Regions from separate parts of the Oryctolagus cuniculus genome. Here region 2 is linked to region 1. The links are chromatin contacts, called in public Hi-C maps. All regions are on one chromosome and are shown on one strand. Each heading gives the region's core, a stretch centred on a gene start, on an enhancer-like site or on the middle of the called end of the contact. The rest is flanking DNA. Distances are from core to core; before and after follow the strand shown.

Region 1 (7,603 bases), core at 1,347-3,846:
TCTTTTCAAACAAACTTAGAATCACCAAAAAAAAATGGTTTAAAAGTGAAAATAATGAGGGAAGTTTCTCCCACTCAAAGACAAAAATTCGTATAAAACTGTGGGTAAGTTGAGTTGCTACAATTGATACAGAAATAGAACAGGCAGATTGAGAAGAGGACAATGTCCAGACACAGACCATGCATCGACGTAAGCTTGAGTTTATGAGAAAAGGACTATTTCAAATCAGAAATGACAGATTTGGGGGAAAATTCATTATTCATTGGGAGCTAAAATAAAGCTAGACCTAGAGCTCAAACTTGGTACAAAAGCATAACTCAGATTAAAAAGCTAAGTGCGAAATATAAAACTCAGAGTTCTAGAAGAAATAGAGAAAACTATTTTTATCATCTCCAAGTGAGGAGGTATTTGCAGCTATGACACAATAGTCAGGCATTTTATGCGATCGAATCATGAGATCAGCCGATTTGATCACATCGAAGTCTAAGTTTCGGCTATGAAGGAGAATAAAGCAAAGCAAGAAGTCACTGATTGATAGAATTCTTTTTACAGCACACATATTAATGTTTGCAATATACAAAGAGCTCCCACAAGTCAATAGGAAAACCCTTATAACCCAACAGAAGAACAGGTGAGGAGTTAAAATAGGCAATTCAGAGAACAACATCAGAGAGATCACGAACACACCACGAGATGATCAACGACACTGATAACTGCAGGAAGGGTAATCAAAAGAACAAGGTGCTATTTTTCACCCATTTCAATGGATAAACCAACAGAACTTTAACTCAGGAAGGACATAGGGAAGCATCCGGTTTCATACAAGATTGATGGTGGCGTTGAATTGGCAGCCTTTTTGCATGACACTTTGGCAGGATCTAAATTTAAAAATAATGTATACTCTGACCCAGAAATCCCACTTTGAGGAAGCCTACGGAAGCCAGCCTATGAATGCACAAGCGTGCATAAAGATAGACCCACGGTGACGTCAACCTTACACTGTTTGAAAGAGTGAAAAAATAATTTTTTTTTTTGACAGGCAGAGTTAGACAGTGAGAGAGAGAGAGAGAGACAGAGAGAAAGGTCTTCCTTTTTCCGTTGGTTTACCCCCCAAGTGGCTGCTACCGGCCAGTGCGCTGCGCCGATCCAAAGTCAGGAACCAGGTGCTTCCTCCTGGTCTCCCATGCAGGTGCAGGGCCCCAGGACCTGGGCCATCCTCCACTGCCTTCCCAGGCCACAGCAGAGAGCTGGACTGGAAGAGGAGCAACCGGGACAGAATCCGGCGCCCCAACCAGGACTAGAACCCGGCGTGCTGGTGCCGCAGGCAGAGGAGTAGCCTAGTGAGCCACGGCGCTGGCCGAAAAAATGTAATATTAAACAAGTGTTAAAAAGTGATGACGCACACACACACGCACACACACACACACTGACAAACAAGAAAAATCTCTAATAAGATACCAAAAACAAGCTGCAGGATATTATGTTTATGTTCAAGCTCTTGTCCTGTGAGTGTGAGAACACCTGGAGATGCAGGTCTACAAGGCTATTTATCAGCTCATTAATGATGTGTGCCTCTGGGGAGACAGTGCGATTAGGATGGGGCAGACACACAGAAGACTCTAACATTTAACTCCATGTTCTTGGGTGTGTTCAGAATTTTTCACCATGAGCTTGAATTGCTTTTGTAAATAACAAACATAGATGGAGATATGTATGTCTACATATACACACAATACACTATATATACACACACACATTCATACGTATGTACACACACACACTATATATACACACACATTCATAAATACTGTACGAACAAAGTTCTTTATTAAAAACCAAACAAAGCCATGCTTTAAAACAACACAGAAGGAAATGCATAAGAACTTTCCCCTGTGAGAGTTTATCTACATTTTCCTCTATTTTTTAAATTGTCTTTGATGACCACGCTTTTCATTTATAATGGAAATAAAAAATGCATGCCCTTTTTTCTTCATAAGTTCTGCTTGCTTTTTTGCTGGAAACCAATTCTGTAAAACAGGCACTCTTCCTCCCTTCTCCACTGGGGCTGGTTGGGTGATTCTGCAGCAGAAAGTGGGGGGTGGGCATTTGTGGGCCCAAAGCACTGATAAGAATACATTAGTAGTAGGTGAATGACCCAGTGCGGATGGGAGTGAGAGCAAATGGGTTTGGTGAAAGGGCCCACGATAACTCATTAAAAGTGATTAATGGGATGTTCCCAGCATAATAGCATGTGTGTAAAAAATTGACGATGCTTTATGATGACTGTGAATGGATCATCACGCTGTCCATCCATCCAATCCTCACACCAGGATCAACACCCCGGGCACATCTCTGCCTGGTACGAGCCGGACGGCTGAGGATGGGGACGGCATGAAGACAGAGAATGAAAAGGGCTCGGAAGAAAGCAAGGGCGAGTGGCTCGGAGCCAGCACTGGCCGGGTGCCGCTGGGCTCTCGGGCACCACTTGAGGGGCACCGTGAGGGGTGAGTCGCCCAGCTGGATGGGTTTCTCTGGCCCTTCCCAGGAGCCTCCCAAAGAGGGCGAGAGAAGAGGGAGGAAGAGGAAGTGACGCCTTGGGGAGCTTGCACCCACGCAGCTTTCGAGAGAATGAGTCTGATCGCCGAGCCCGTTCCTCCTCCCCAGGCCGAGGTCTGAAACTTCTCGGGGCGGCTTCAGAAAGCGATGAAGGGAATGTGGGGATGTCTAAATACAGCACCCCCGTGGGCGTCCCTGCTCAACCCTGCAGGGGCTCTTGCTGACTGCACCCCCAGTGCCTGCGACTCAGAGAAATAGCACGACCGCACTCAACGCTCAGAGACACCAACCTTCCAAAAATATGTGAATGTTGACAGCAGTCTGTCTTGTATTTCGGTGGATAATTGGTGTGTGTGTGTGTGTGTGTGTGTGTGACCTAAATCCAGAAAACATACCACAGCCCTGATTTTCTGAATCTCAATGGCTGGTGGCCGAGTTAGCAAGCAGCACGGCCTTTTCCTAGGACTACAGGGACAGGGGGTCCTGGTCCTTGAAGCAGCCCTGCTGCTTGCTGGCCGCTGCGGCCTGCTGGAAGGGCAGGGGGCCACTCCTCCTCCTGCCCTGGGCTATCTCCAGGGCTGTAGCCTTACAATGGTGATGGGGAAGGGGCCTGTGGCACCACAGTCCTGGGGCAGCCTGAATAACTGATTCTTGTCCTCTGCACCTGCTTCCCAGAGCCACCTTCCCCCCTGTGCAGGAGTCTTTGGATTTGCCCCAGTCTCAGCGTTTCCCCAGGGCTGAAGCAAAGATGCTGCTTTGCAGGGTCATGTCTACTGAGCGCCCGTGTTACACCTGCCAGTGCACCTGCACGCTGCCCTTTCAGATTCATGCCTGTAGCAGGTGCTACTAGTGCCATGCTTGGAACCCTGGATCTTCCCGAGTGGGCCCAGTGACTGCCAGCTGCCAGGGTCCCCGTCTCTGTGCCTGAGGGCGATCTAACCCCGTTGCAGGCCACTTTGTCCATGCATGCAGCAGACTGGAAGGGCTGAGGAATTACTACAGCCCACCCCAGAAGCAGCCCTTATCCAGTGGCCTTCAGGAACTGCTGTGTGTGAATATCCCAGCTCCCTCCCTCCCTGAGTGGGATAATTCTGACACCTGAGTTCTGCACGTGGGATGCTGTCCCAGGCCCTCACTGTGGCACCTGGGTGATCCCACACACGCTGCCTCGGCTGCTGCTCCTCCCCTATCAGGTCCTCCTTTCTCTACCGGCCTGACCTGCACCTCCCAACAAACTGCTTGTCCTTGAACCCTTGTCTCAGGTGTGCTTTGGGAAACCTGAGCCAGGGTACCACCTGGTGCTGGGGGCAAGTGCTCCAGCAGCAGACAGTGAGTGCCAAGAAGCAGCCCTCCCCTGGGACCTGCAGGTCCTTCCCTGTGGGAAGTCTCCTCTTAGCCACCCCTGTCTTCTGCAGGTGCCAAGTCCTTTTCTCTCAGGTACTTCTGCAGAAAGGAGGTGCTGCTGGACTCCCGTCCACCATATCCCAATCCCAGCACCTTTGAACTTCAGAAAAATGGGAACAATACCTGTCCGTTTCAACCAGTAGCTACAATAAATGGCTATGGCGTTAAGCTAGACCCCTATATGCTAGAATCTCTGCTTGGTGAAAATGTTAAATTCACAACAGCCCTAACCCATATCAACAATTATTCCTGATATTAGACCTAACGAAAGAGAGACCCAGAGGGGTGAACTATTTGGTGCAAACCCTGGAGCTGAGTTCTGAGCCCATGTCTGACTGTAGGCCCCTGGCTGTAGCCTCTTGTGTTGCTGGCAGCCACAGCAGTTGGAGGCAGTGCCTGCAGGGGGTGTGGCTGTGTGGATGGGTTTGTGGGTTGAGGATGAGAGAGGCAGGGATTGGCCCAGCATAGGGGTCCTGGGCAACAGTCTGAGTTCAAGCAGGTATGGGTTGAATTGGTCCCGTCCATGGAAAGCCAAGACATTGTGGCAAAAAATGACCTACAGGAAAGATCTCTGGGGGCTGGCACTGTGGCTCAGCGGGTTAACGCCCTGGCCTGAAGCACCAGTATCCTATATGGGCGCTGGTTCGAGACCCAGCTGCTCTACTTCCAATCCAGCTCTCTGCTATGGCCTGGGAAAGCAGTAGAGGATGGCCCAAGTCCTTGGGGCCCTGCACCTGAGTGGGAGACCTGGAAGAAGTTCCTGGCTCCTGGCTTTGAATCGGCACAGCTTTGGCTGTTGCGGCCAATTGGTGAGTAAACCATCAGATGGAAGACCTCTCTCTCTGCCTCTCCTCTCTCTGTGTAACTCTGACTTTCAATAAATAAATAAATCTTTTTTAAAGAATGAAAATGATCACTTAAAAAAAAGATCTCTGTGAGTGAGATCCCGGTGGAAAGAAGGGGCCATCAAAGAAGGAGGTACCTTTCTCTGAAGGGAAGAGAGAACTTCCACTTTGATTATGGCCTTGTCTAAATAATGTCGGAGTTTGTGGACTCAAGAGGCTTCCATAGCCTTGGAAGCTCATGACAAGAGCCTCGGGTGATTACTGACATCATAAATAAGAGTGGCAATTGTTAACAACAGGAGTCACTGTGCACTTGCTCCCCATGTAGGATCTCTATCCTTAATGTATTGTACTATGAGAATTAACAGTAAAACTAGTCTTCAAACTGTACTTTATACTTTGTGTGTCTGAGTGTGTGCAAACTGTTGAAATCTTTACTTAGTATAGAGTTGATCTTCTATATATAAAGATAATTAAAAATGAAACTTAATGAAGAATGGGATTGGAGAGGGAGCAGGAGGTGGGGCAGTTTAGGGGTGAAAGGGCAGGTATAGGGGGAAGAACCACTATAATCCAAAAGTTGTAATTAAGAAATTTATATTTATCAAATAAAAGCTTTCTACAAAAACAAAACAAAAAGAAACACTATGAGCAAGGTAATTCAGTCTCTTCTCTGCCCAGCCTGGCAATTATTCCAGCGAGACTTAACCTGGAATTTCTGTCTCAAAATCTCCAGGAGAGGAAGGCAAGAATTGCTAGCAAGCTCATTTGGCTCCCACACGTACCCTATGTTATCTAATACTTTTATCAGTGACAAATGTGATATTTGTCTTCAAAAAAAAAAAAAAAGAAGAAGAAGAAGAAGAAATTGGTCCCTTCTGGGAGAACAGCAGACTTCTGGATGGAGGGAGTGGGCTTGTATGGTGGTGACAAGAGCTTTGCGGGGCTGGATCTGAAGTTGAGGGGATCTTCGATCCAACACGAGGTTAGCAGTGTCAGGGCCAGGTCTGAGGGTTGGGGATAGGGATGCAGGCATCGGGCTTCAATGGCCATAGCAGTAAGGCAGCCTTGCGGGCGGCCCCTCCAGACAGGCTCAGAGGGGATGCCATGGTCCAGATGTAGTCTGTGTCCCTGCCAGGGTCCAGGTGGCAGGAGCTTGTTCCAAGGATGGCAGTATGGGAGGTGGGATGGACCCGTGGAAGGCATGCCCTCAGATGGGTTCGGGTATTGAGTTTTCCGGAGAGGACTGACTGCAACAGAAGCCTGAGTCTGGCCCCTACTCAGTTGCTCTGGCTTCCAGTTTGAGATGTGACCCCCTTACTCTGACTTCAGCTCTGCAATTGCTACCTGCTATGACGTCACACAGTTGATTCCAGAGGGCCCTCGGCAGTGCTGAGCCCACGTCAGCACCATGTCCTTGAACTTCTAGGACTGTGAGATAACCAACTCCCTTGTCTTCTTTACCAGCCTGCTCTGCTGTTTCGTTATAGCTATGGACTGCTGATTAATACAAAGGGGCTTCCGAGTCTAGAGGTCTCCACCCAGAGCACGGAAGGGGCTGTTCCGAGCCCCAGGGTCTGTGGGATGGAGCAGATTGGACATCTTTGCAGCCACGTCTTCCTGGGTTTGGAGGTGGAGGGTCTGTAGCTGCAGTGCTTGGGCGAACGAAAGCCTGACTCTGAGAACCAAGTCCCCTCTGGGCTGTGGCACCTGCTGGCACCGTGACCACCCGCAGTGGGCTCTTTCTAACCCCTGATACAGAGGCAGCAGCATCTCCTGCACTGCCCAGAACCCCAGAGGCTGGGAGCCCCGCAGGTCCCAAAAACCAAGCTGGGTTTTCCCTTGTTAAGTCACAGGATGAAGCACTTTACATATTAATCAGGTTAGGAATCTGAGACCACATATCAGGGGATTGAAATATGTAGATTTTGATGATGAGTTCACGCTCATCAGAAAACCAATGAATCATCCTAACTTCATTATCAGGAATTATTTGATGGGGGAATTGGCAGGGGGGTAACCGGGGTGAGGAGAGGCGGGGGTGGGGTGGGGAAGATTTCTTGGTTCTTGGCCCAGGCTGTGTTGTTCTCTTCCAGCAATGGCTTTTCTATTAAAGCAGTTTGTCTGTGATGTGGGTCCTGCACATGGCCACATCCTGCAGGCCTCGGCGAAGCTTAGTAGGGTCCCACCAGGAGGCCCAAGGCAAAGAGAGACACGAGCAATCCCATGAGGACAACCTCCCTTCCGGTCATTCTAAGATGATGTGGGCACAGCCACTCCCATGATGCTGACTCGGTGAGGAGGGAAGGCCTTGTTGAGGCTGCGACCTCAGAGGGGCACCTGCAGGAGGTGAGGGAGTGAGGGCCATGGACGCCTGGTTCTTTCACATTAGTGGTTTCAATGGAAATCCCCACCCCACCACCACCTCCCAGGGGGCGCTACAGAGTGGGGGTTTCCCTTCCATCTTGCAGATGAGGTAGCTAAGGCTCAGAAGTGAACTTGGCCACACGGCTTGCAGGTGCTGGTGTCCTGCGTTCTGAGTCTCTTGCTTCCGTCGTTGCACCAGCTTGCTCTTACCCAAGCTCGACTCTGGGAGAGAACAGCAGAGAAGAAGTGGAAGGTCCGAGAGGTGAAGGACTAGCCCAAGGTCACACGGACAGCACGCGTCAGAGCTTGCATGTGCAATCAGGTTGCTCAAAATGCACCATGTCTGACTGCATTCGTCCTAACCCAACGGCCCACCGCCCAAACACCCCATCTGGGCTGCGGCTCTCCCTGGGGGAACACAGCATAGTCAT
Region 2 (7,603 bases), core at 3,384-5,883, 140 kb before region 1:
CCTTCCTTCTAAATTTAGGAGAAGCCATTTTCTCCCTTGTCCTATTACAGCCTCTCAAATACTAAGTGGCTCTTAGCATATATTAAAAGATTTTCCAGAAGACCATTAGCATCTGCATCTAATTGTCCACAAGGTGGGGATACTTAATCAAAAACAAAACTGGAAAACACTGAAAAGACGAAGTTGCTGATTGCCAAGCAGGGTTCTCCTGAGGCTTGGGCAGAGGAGGAAGAGGCCAAGGAGGGGCAGCTGCCTGGGGTTTCTCCAGCCCACCTGCCCTGAAGTTTTTTTTTTTTGTTTTTTGTTTTTTGTTTTTTTTTTTTTGACAGGCAGAGTGGACAGGGAGAGAGAGACAGAGAGAAAGGTCTTCCTTTGCCGTTGGTTCACCCTCCAATGGCTGCCACGGCTGGCGCGCTGCGGCCGGCGCACCGCGCTGATCCGAAGGCAGGGCCAGGTGCTTCTCCTGGTCTCCCATGGGGTGCAGGGCCCAAGCACTTGGGCCATCCTCCACTGCACTCCCTGGCCACAGCAGAGAGCTGGCCTGGAAGAGGAGCAACTGGGACAGAATCCGGCGCCCCTACCGGGACTAGAACCCCATGCGCTGGCGCCGCTAGGTGGAGGATTAGCCTATTAAGCTGCGGCTCCATCCCCTGAAGTTTTAATACTGGGGTTCAGCTGCCCTTGGTGGTGTCTGGCTCTCCCTCTGCTTCTCTGATAGGCTGCTCCCCAGATCCCTGAAAACCAGGCTGGCACCAAAGACCCATCCCTCTGAGGAAACCAAGTTCAGGGCATCCAACAGGCCGCAGCTTTGTTCTGATGCCCACTGTCCCCAAACCTTCACCATTTCCCCCATCCATAGACACAATAAGACAGACGGTTTGAATTTCAACACAGGGCCTCTGCCTGTGCAATAGTGAGTTGTATGAAGACCCAGTACCAGGGTGGAGTTCTCTCACGGTCCACCCTTGGTCTCCAGGGTCTCCTTGCACCTGCAGAACTGGGCTCTCAGAGTTCCTGATTCAGAGTGTGGGGAATAAACAGCAGAGAAGGATTCCACAGTTACCAACTTCCGAAGCTTCTCCAGCAGGGTCACCTCACTGGGGACAGGGTCCCTGTGAGTTCAGGGACCCTGGGGTTCTGTATTTCTGGCCTGGGACAGCCTATGATCTTGGTGGGGAGATAGGACCAAGTCTCATGGAAACTGGTAAAGAAAAATAGAATAGTGGCAGATAGTGTCTGAGAGAGTGGCCCAATGGACCATGGCGAGTAATGGGAATGAGGAGAAGGGGAGATCAGGTGAGCAAGACACAGCAGGGCGATGTTCAGGCAAGCAGGACCAACACAAGAAGACCAAAGAACTCACAGGAGACTGAAGAGTGCTGGAGAGGATTAGAAGGGAGGGCAAATGCCTACTGCCTGCCCATCCTCCATGCTGGGCTGTGTGTGGGTGCGGCCCATGGTCACTGTCATATGTTGCACCCACAAACAGCTGCACTAAGTGAGCAGGATCAGCTCCACGGTGCTGGTGAGGGGAACCAAGGCTGAGGGAGCTACCTAACCCGGCAGGGAAGGGCTGGGAGTTTCACGTTGTTTCTCCCACTGCAAAGCGTGAGTCCCTTCTACAAGTACTGGCTGCCCTGGGGCGGAGCAGCAGATGGGCCTGTGGGGACCACACTGTGGGGACCTTGGATGTCAGAAAGAAACATCCATTCAAGTCCGGGATGGGGCAGGGGCCTCGAAGGATGGAAACCTCTCGTCCCACAAAGTGGAACCAGTCCTGATGACAAAATGGTGGCCACCATGTTTGAACAGGGCTAACAGCCAATGGTTACTGGGTTCCTGGGTGGCACCTCTGTGCTGGGCACTGCTCCAGGAGCTGCGCAGTGAGGAGGTCACTACAGATGGGGCAAAGGGGACACAGAGGGTCCAAGCTGCCTGCCTGGGTGATGCCGCTGGTAGGTTGCAGAGGGCAGACAGCAGAGTAGGGGCTCTGGAGGGCTTTTACCCACGCATCATTCATTCATTCATTCAGTTATTCATCAAGCAGCATCTGCCATGTCCCAAACAACATGCCACGAGTGGAATGCAAGGCCGCAAAGCTCACCTAACCTCACAGAACCTACACGTCCAAGAGAACACACCCAAGATTCATAGAATTTCCCAAAAGTTGGTGAAGAAAAAAAAATGCATGGAATAAAAAAACCAAGCATGGCTTTCAAAAACATTTTTCACAGATAAACTCATCTCTTCATTCCATGTCCCATGAACTCTTGGAAGCGCCCTCACGTGAGTTTAACTTGATGCCAGGGACGGCTCTTTACCAACATGGTTCATATTTGTCCCTGCTTTTCCTCAGCAGAAAAGAAACAGGTTCAGAGGGAAAGCGATGCGCCAGGCCTGCAGTTACACGAGAGCTTGTGTGGACAGTCTGCTCCATGCAGCGTGTTCTGGGTGGTGTGTCCTCTCCCCCTGCCCTCCTCCATCCACCTGTCGGCTTGGGGTGGTGCTCTAAGGCACACCTCCCTCTGCACTCTCCTGTCCAGCCTCCTGTGGCCAGTGTGCTCAGATTGGGATGTGGGGAGTTGGTATGTGGAGAAGTCTCCTAGGTCTCCTTCCTCCATGTCCGTCACAGGCAGGGAGGGGAAGCTCCCAGAAGGTTCTCTCCTTCCAGGACGTTGTCCCTGCCTCCTCGAGGGCCTGCGGATACTCACTGCTCATCCAAGTCCATACACACTTATTCTGTGCCAGGCCCCTTGCTGGGTGTGCAAATCTGACAGGATTCCTGCCCTCAAGAAGCTCCATCTGGTGGGACAGATGACTGGGCTCTGAAATCGAGTCAAAAGCTGCCCTGTTTGGGGAGGCAGGGGTTTAGGGGCTGCCATAGTGAGCCTAGCACTTGCTGCAAGTGGGGTCCTCCCAAGATTGCAGACGGCAAGGATAGCAAGGCAGCATTTACCAGGGGCACAAAGGCTGGGGGCTGGGAGCCACCCCAGGGAACTGGGGGAGATTAGCGTGTGGAGAAGGGAAGAGTGGTAGACAGCTTGCCAGACTTGAGAACTCACAGCGCTGTCAGAGATCCCTGGGGCAGGAGCTGGAAACGGAGCTCCCTAAGGGCTGTGACAGTGAGAGCGAGCCCAGGCCAAAGAATAGGTGTTTATGATGCCTGACCATTCAGAGTCAGCAATTCTCCAGCTGAATCTCTGGCTGCAACTCAAAGTCCTATGCCAGGCAGTCCTCCAAGACTCCTGTTAGCTCGGCTGAAGGTAAACAGTGGCCCTGGGTCCTGGAAGAAGAGCAAGGATGGGTACAGAAGGTGAGGTGGGTGCTTGGTGTAGCAGTTAAGATGCTGGTTGGGACACCTGTGCCCCACATCGGAGTGCTTGGGTTTGAGTCTTGATTCCACTCTCTAATCCAGCTTCCAACTACTGCTCACCCTGGGAGAGAGCAGGTAATGGCTCAGCACTTAGGTGCCTGTCACCCACGTGGGAGACCTGGACTGAGTTCCATTCTCCTGGCTTTGGTCTGGCCCAGCCCTGGTTGTTGCAGGCATTTCGGGAGTGACCCAGCAGATGAGAGCTCTGTCTGTCTCGCTGGTTTTCAAGGAAGTAATGCATAGATGTGCGAGTAGAAAAAGAATGCAAAAACAAACCAGATTGCTACTGTGAGGGCTGCTTGGTCCCTGTCGCCCTACCCCCCCCCCCCCCAGGCAGCTGCCAGCCCCGGCCCACAGGCCTGGTACCTTCACACCGCAGCACGGCGCTGTTCCAGACCACGCTGCCCTCCTTCAGGACGCAGGTGATGGTCTCCGAGCCCTGCGTCCCTAGGAAGCCTTCGTCACACAGGAAGGAGATGGAGCTGCCCAGCTGGAGACTGTCCCCAAATCGCTTGCCGTTGACCGGGACGCCAGGGTCGGGGCACTCGTTGTGTCGGAAGGCTGTGGAGGTAGGGGTCACAGGCATGATCAGACAGAGCTGGTGTGCAGATGGGCCCCCCCCCCCCAGGAAGTAAATATCATTAGGATGGGGAATGCCACCTCTGTGCCACTTCCTCCAGAACCTGCCATGTGGCAGGGACAGCTAGACGCCCTGGAACCCAGGAGCCCAGGGTCACCACCGACAGGCCACCTCGGGCACAGGGCAGGTGCTGCTTCCACTCATCTCCAGCTTTTCTGAGCACCTAACTCAACTTCTGCCCACTGGACATGTACAGGCGAGGCGGGTGAGCTAGGGGGTTCTCACGTGAGCTCGTTCCCACTGTGTCATGATTCTAGCACGTGCCTCTTACTGCCTCAGTTGACAAATGAGGAAGTGGAGGCTCAGGGTGGTGAAGGGGCAGATCTGGCTCCTCAATGTCAAATCCACTCCATGCTTCCCTAACTTCCGACAGTCACGGGATCGTCCCCGCTGCAGGGGAGCTGGGCTAGGAATCTTGTGACACTAACAGGTACTAAGCACCATAGAGCAGGAGCCCTGGAATTAACCCTGTCTGAAGCCATTGCCTTTATTTCCTTGCCTCTTGTCAGGGCTGCCTCTCACTCTGTAGGCAAACTGATAACGCAGGGAGTGGGGACAGGAAAGAGGCAGAGCGCTGCGGCTTTCATCCGCTCTGCCTCTCCTCCGTCAGTTACACGGCTCTGGGTAGCTTATGTAATCTGGTGGGGGCTCGGTTTCCTGAGCCATCAGACGGGAGATCACACTTCTCTAGCAGGCTGCTTCTGAGACAGGAATAGAATGAAAGTTGGTAGGAAAATGAAAATGGCCAGAGTTTGCTGCAATTAAGTATGAGTTCTCCTCCCCCTTCCCATCCCGGCATGGAAAGACACCCTCTCCTGCTCCAACTACACCAGGCGCGTCCCCAGCCTTCCTCCATCGGCAGTGCCGCAGTGCCTGCACTGGTGTCCCTGGCACCAGGCCCCGTTGGCATTCCTGCCATTTTTAAGGATGCCCCCTTTCTGGGGGAGACAGGCTCCATGGAGGCATGGGCACGTGCCACTAGGAAGGAAACGTGCACACACACATGCTCTGAGACAGGAGCTGGAGGCTGCTGGATCTTGCTTATAAACGTGGCTGCCTTTCCCACTGCAGAGGAGCTGCAGGGGCCGACAGAGAGAGGCTGCGGTGCTCCCACGCTGGGCCGTGGCTGAGTCCCTACATCCCTCCTTCGGAAGTGCAAAGGCTAGGTCAGCCCAGACTTCAGTCTCTCAAGCTTTCTTCATTAGGAACTACAACCATGGAGTTGCCCTGAAATTTAGAGACATAGACTGGTGCCTGGGACCCAGAATCCAAGCATCTGCTATACCAAACCCTATCAGTCACACACACACACACACACACACACACACGTATGCACATACACACATCCCTGCACACATGTACCATATATCCATGCACACATCCATGTACATACATATACATGTATGCATATAGGCCCACATATAGTGCATGCATACACTCAGGCAACACACATGCAGACACATACCAACACACATCCCTAAACACACATACACATACTTATTCAACACATGCACACACATGCCTTCACATACAATCTTGGCAGGAACACATATATGTGTACACACAATCCAGGCATTACACACACATGTAGGCTTACATCCATGCACACATACATGGATGCACACACACATGCATGTGTAAGCCCACATGCAAACCCAGGAATGTCCACATACACACATGCACATATGTATGAATACATACACACAGACACCACACATCCATGCATACACAGGCATGCAAACATGTATGCACACGTGCACAAAGCAGGGGGACAGACCATTTCCAATGTCTGAGAGCAAAAGCTCTATGTCAAAGATTTAAATATGGCCCACTTCTTTTTATTTTTCAAGGCCCCGTTTTCCTGGTGTGTACAAAGGGACAGATCTTGGCTGACAGAGTTTTTGTCACCAGGCTATCAGTGATGATGCCACAGTGCTCAGTGCAGTCCTGCGTGCAGTAGCTGCTCCATAAACAGCACCTCATCTTTGTCCACCTTCTCCACATGGAGGAGCATTAGATTTATTCCCAGGAGCTCCAGCAGAGCCAGGGAATCGCTGGTCCTCGATACAGGTTTCAAGTCAACAGAGGGAAAGCAGTCAGAGCTCACCAGCTATGGGGACAGCTGCTGGGAGATGAGCTCCCCAGTCACAAGGGAGGAGATGAATGCCCCCTGGGGAGACTACCTTCATTCTCAACACTTGTCCTTGGACTCGTGTTTTATGGAATGCACCCAAATTATCTGGGAAGTCTGTACAATGTAGATTCTGGGCCCTCATCCCCTTAGAGACTGACTCAGCAGGCCTGGGATGGGGCCCAGATTCTAAAATATATTTCTAGCTATGCATCCCACTGTCCAATAGTATGAATGCACCGAGAAGCACATAAGACATGTAGTTGTGCTGTAGGAACATTTCCGGCTGGGGGTCTTGGGGGGCAGTTACCATTTCTGCTTTGACCTGTGCCATGTTTCGAGTATTTACAGATTATATGCCTATCGTGTTGACAATTGTGGAGAAATCCTGGAGAGAAACCCGTAGGTCAGTGTGCTGCCTGGGCCTGGGCTGCCTTCTGTTTCCTCCCACGGACTTGGCATGCGTTCCTTTCCTAGAAAACTGGACTTGTTAGAATTCAACTTTCCTGGGAGACTGCCAGTTATCTGTTTCTGCCCCAAGTCCCTCCTTGGGGTCCACACCGACTCCAAACCTGCAGAGTTCTCAGCCCTCACCACGTTGGGGAAGCTTCTCTGGGGTGTCTCTACCCCTGTTCTTCTCACTCTCTGCACGCTGAGAAAGCACAGAGTCACCTGTGGATCCTCCAATTCAAAGGCACTTACTCATCTCCACCACGCGCAAGCCCTGAGCTGGGCAGAGCAGATGGTAAAACAGGGGGTCTCTACCTGCTCCTTCCTAGAACTTTCATGATCCTTTCATGGTCTCATGGGGAGAACACGTATGAGCACAGACATGCTAACAGCCAGAACTGTCCATGTTAGACTGAAAGGTCAGGAAAGACAGAACTGGGCTCTACTTCCTCCAGCCCACAGAGGATGAGGCTGGAAATCCTCTGGAAGAGACACCCCCAGGGAAGGCTGGTTGCTTCCAGTAGCTCTGGTGTCTGGAAGATGGGTGTTGAAGGGATCAAGTCCTTTTCCTGGATGATCCCTTGGAACTGGGGGTCCCAGATGGCCCACCATGTAATACCTAATGTCTACAGCTCAACTGGGCCCAGGGGGATAAGGCTGCTATGCCAAAGGTGGGTGTGGGGCTTGGGGAGACAAGTTATGTCCAAAAGCACCAGAGGGGTGAGCTCTACATATGTGTTCGGGGAAGGGCTTGACTTGGGTCTTGTATTTTGTAAGCTGCCTTCAGAAAAGGATCAGGTATACCCAGCTTGAGCCTTTCTTGACTATTTGTCATTGGTCAAATTCATCAGGTGTACAGCTTCTTAAGACCTGATACTCACTTTTTAAATATCTTTGGGTGCTTGCTATTTCCAGTCTCCAGGCTCCTACCCCTATTCCACCCCCAAAGTAACCATGGGACACAAAAATGAAAATACTCATGGCTGAGTTTCAAGTTGCTTCTAGGGAA

The links. Hi-C and Micro-C count contacts between places; a contact is called where the count stands out from the background.
Region 2: a Hi-C map of an unstated tissue shows a contact between it and region 1, with 5 times the contacts expected there. The contact joins two enhancer-like sites. A contact is called at or near these places in 2 of 6 Hi-C or Micro-C datasets (psoas muscle and an unstated tissue).

What each region holds. Positions count from the first base shown.
Region 1 is chr7:138,719,569-138,727,171 of mOryCun1.1, reverse strand. The region is part of intron 5 of CSMD2 (CUB and Sushi multiple domains 2); the gene reads right to left. Among named protein-coding and RNA genes, the nearest start is that of HMGB4, 25 kb to the left of the region's middle. Within about 2 kb of position 2,596, at least 1 of the 8 cell types and tissues checked has an H3K27ac peak or open chromatin away from gene starts, as enhancers often do.
Region 2 is chr7:138,861,656-138,869,258 of mOryCun1.1, reverse strand. It overlaps CSMD2 (CUB and Sushi multiple domains 2), which reads right to left. Exons shown (of 65, transcript XM_051832049.2): 9 at 3,740-3,934. Among named protein-coding and RNA genes, the nearest start is that of HMGB4, 120 kb to the right of the region's middle. Within about 2 kb of position 4,633, at least 2 of the 8 cell types and tissues checked have an H3K27ac peak or open chromatin away from gene starts, as enhancers often do.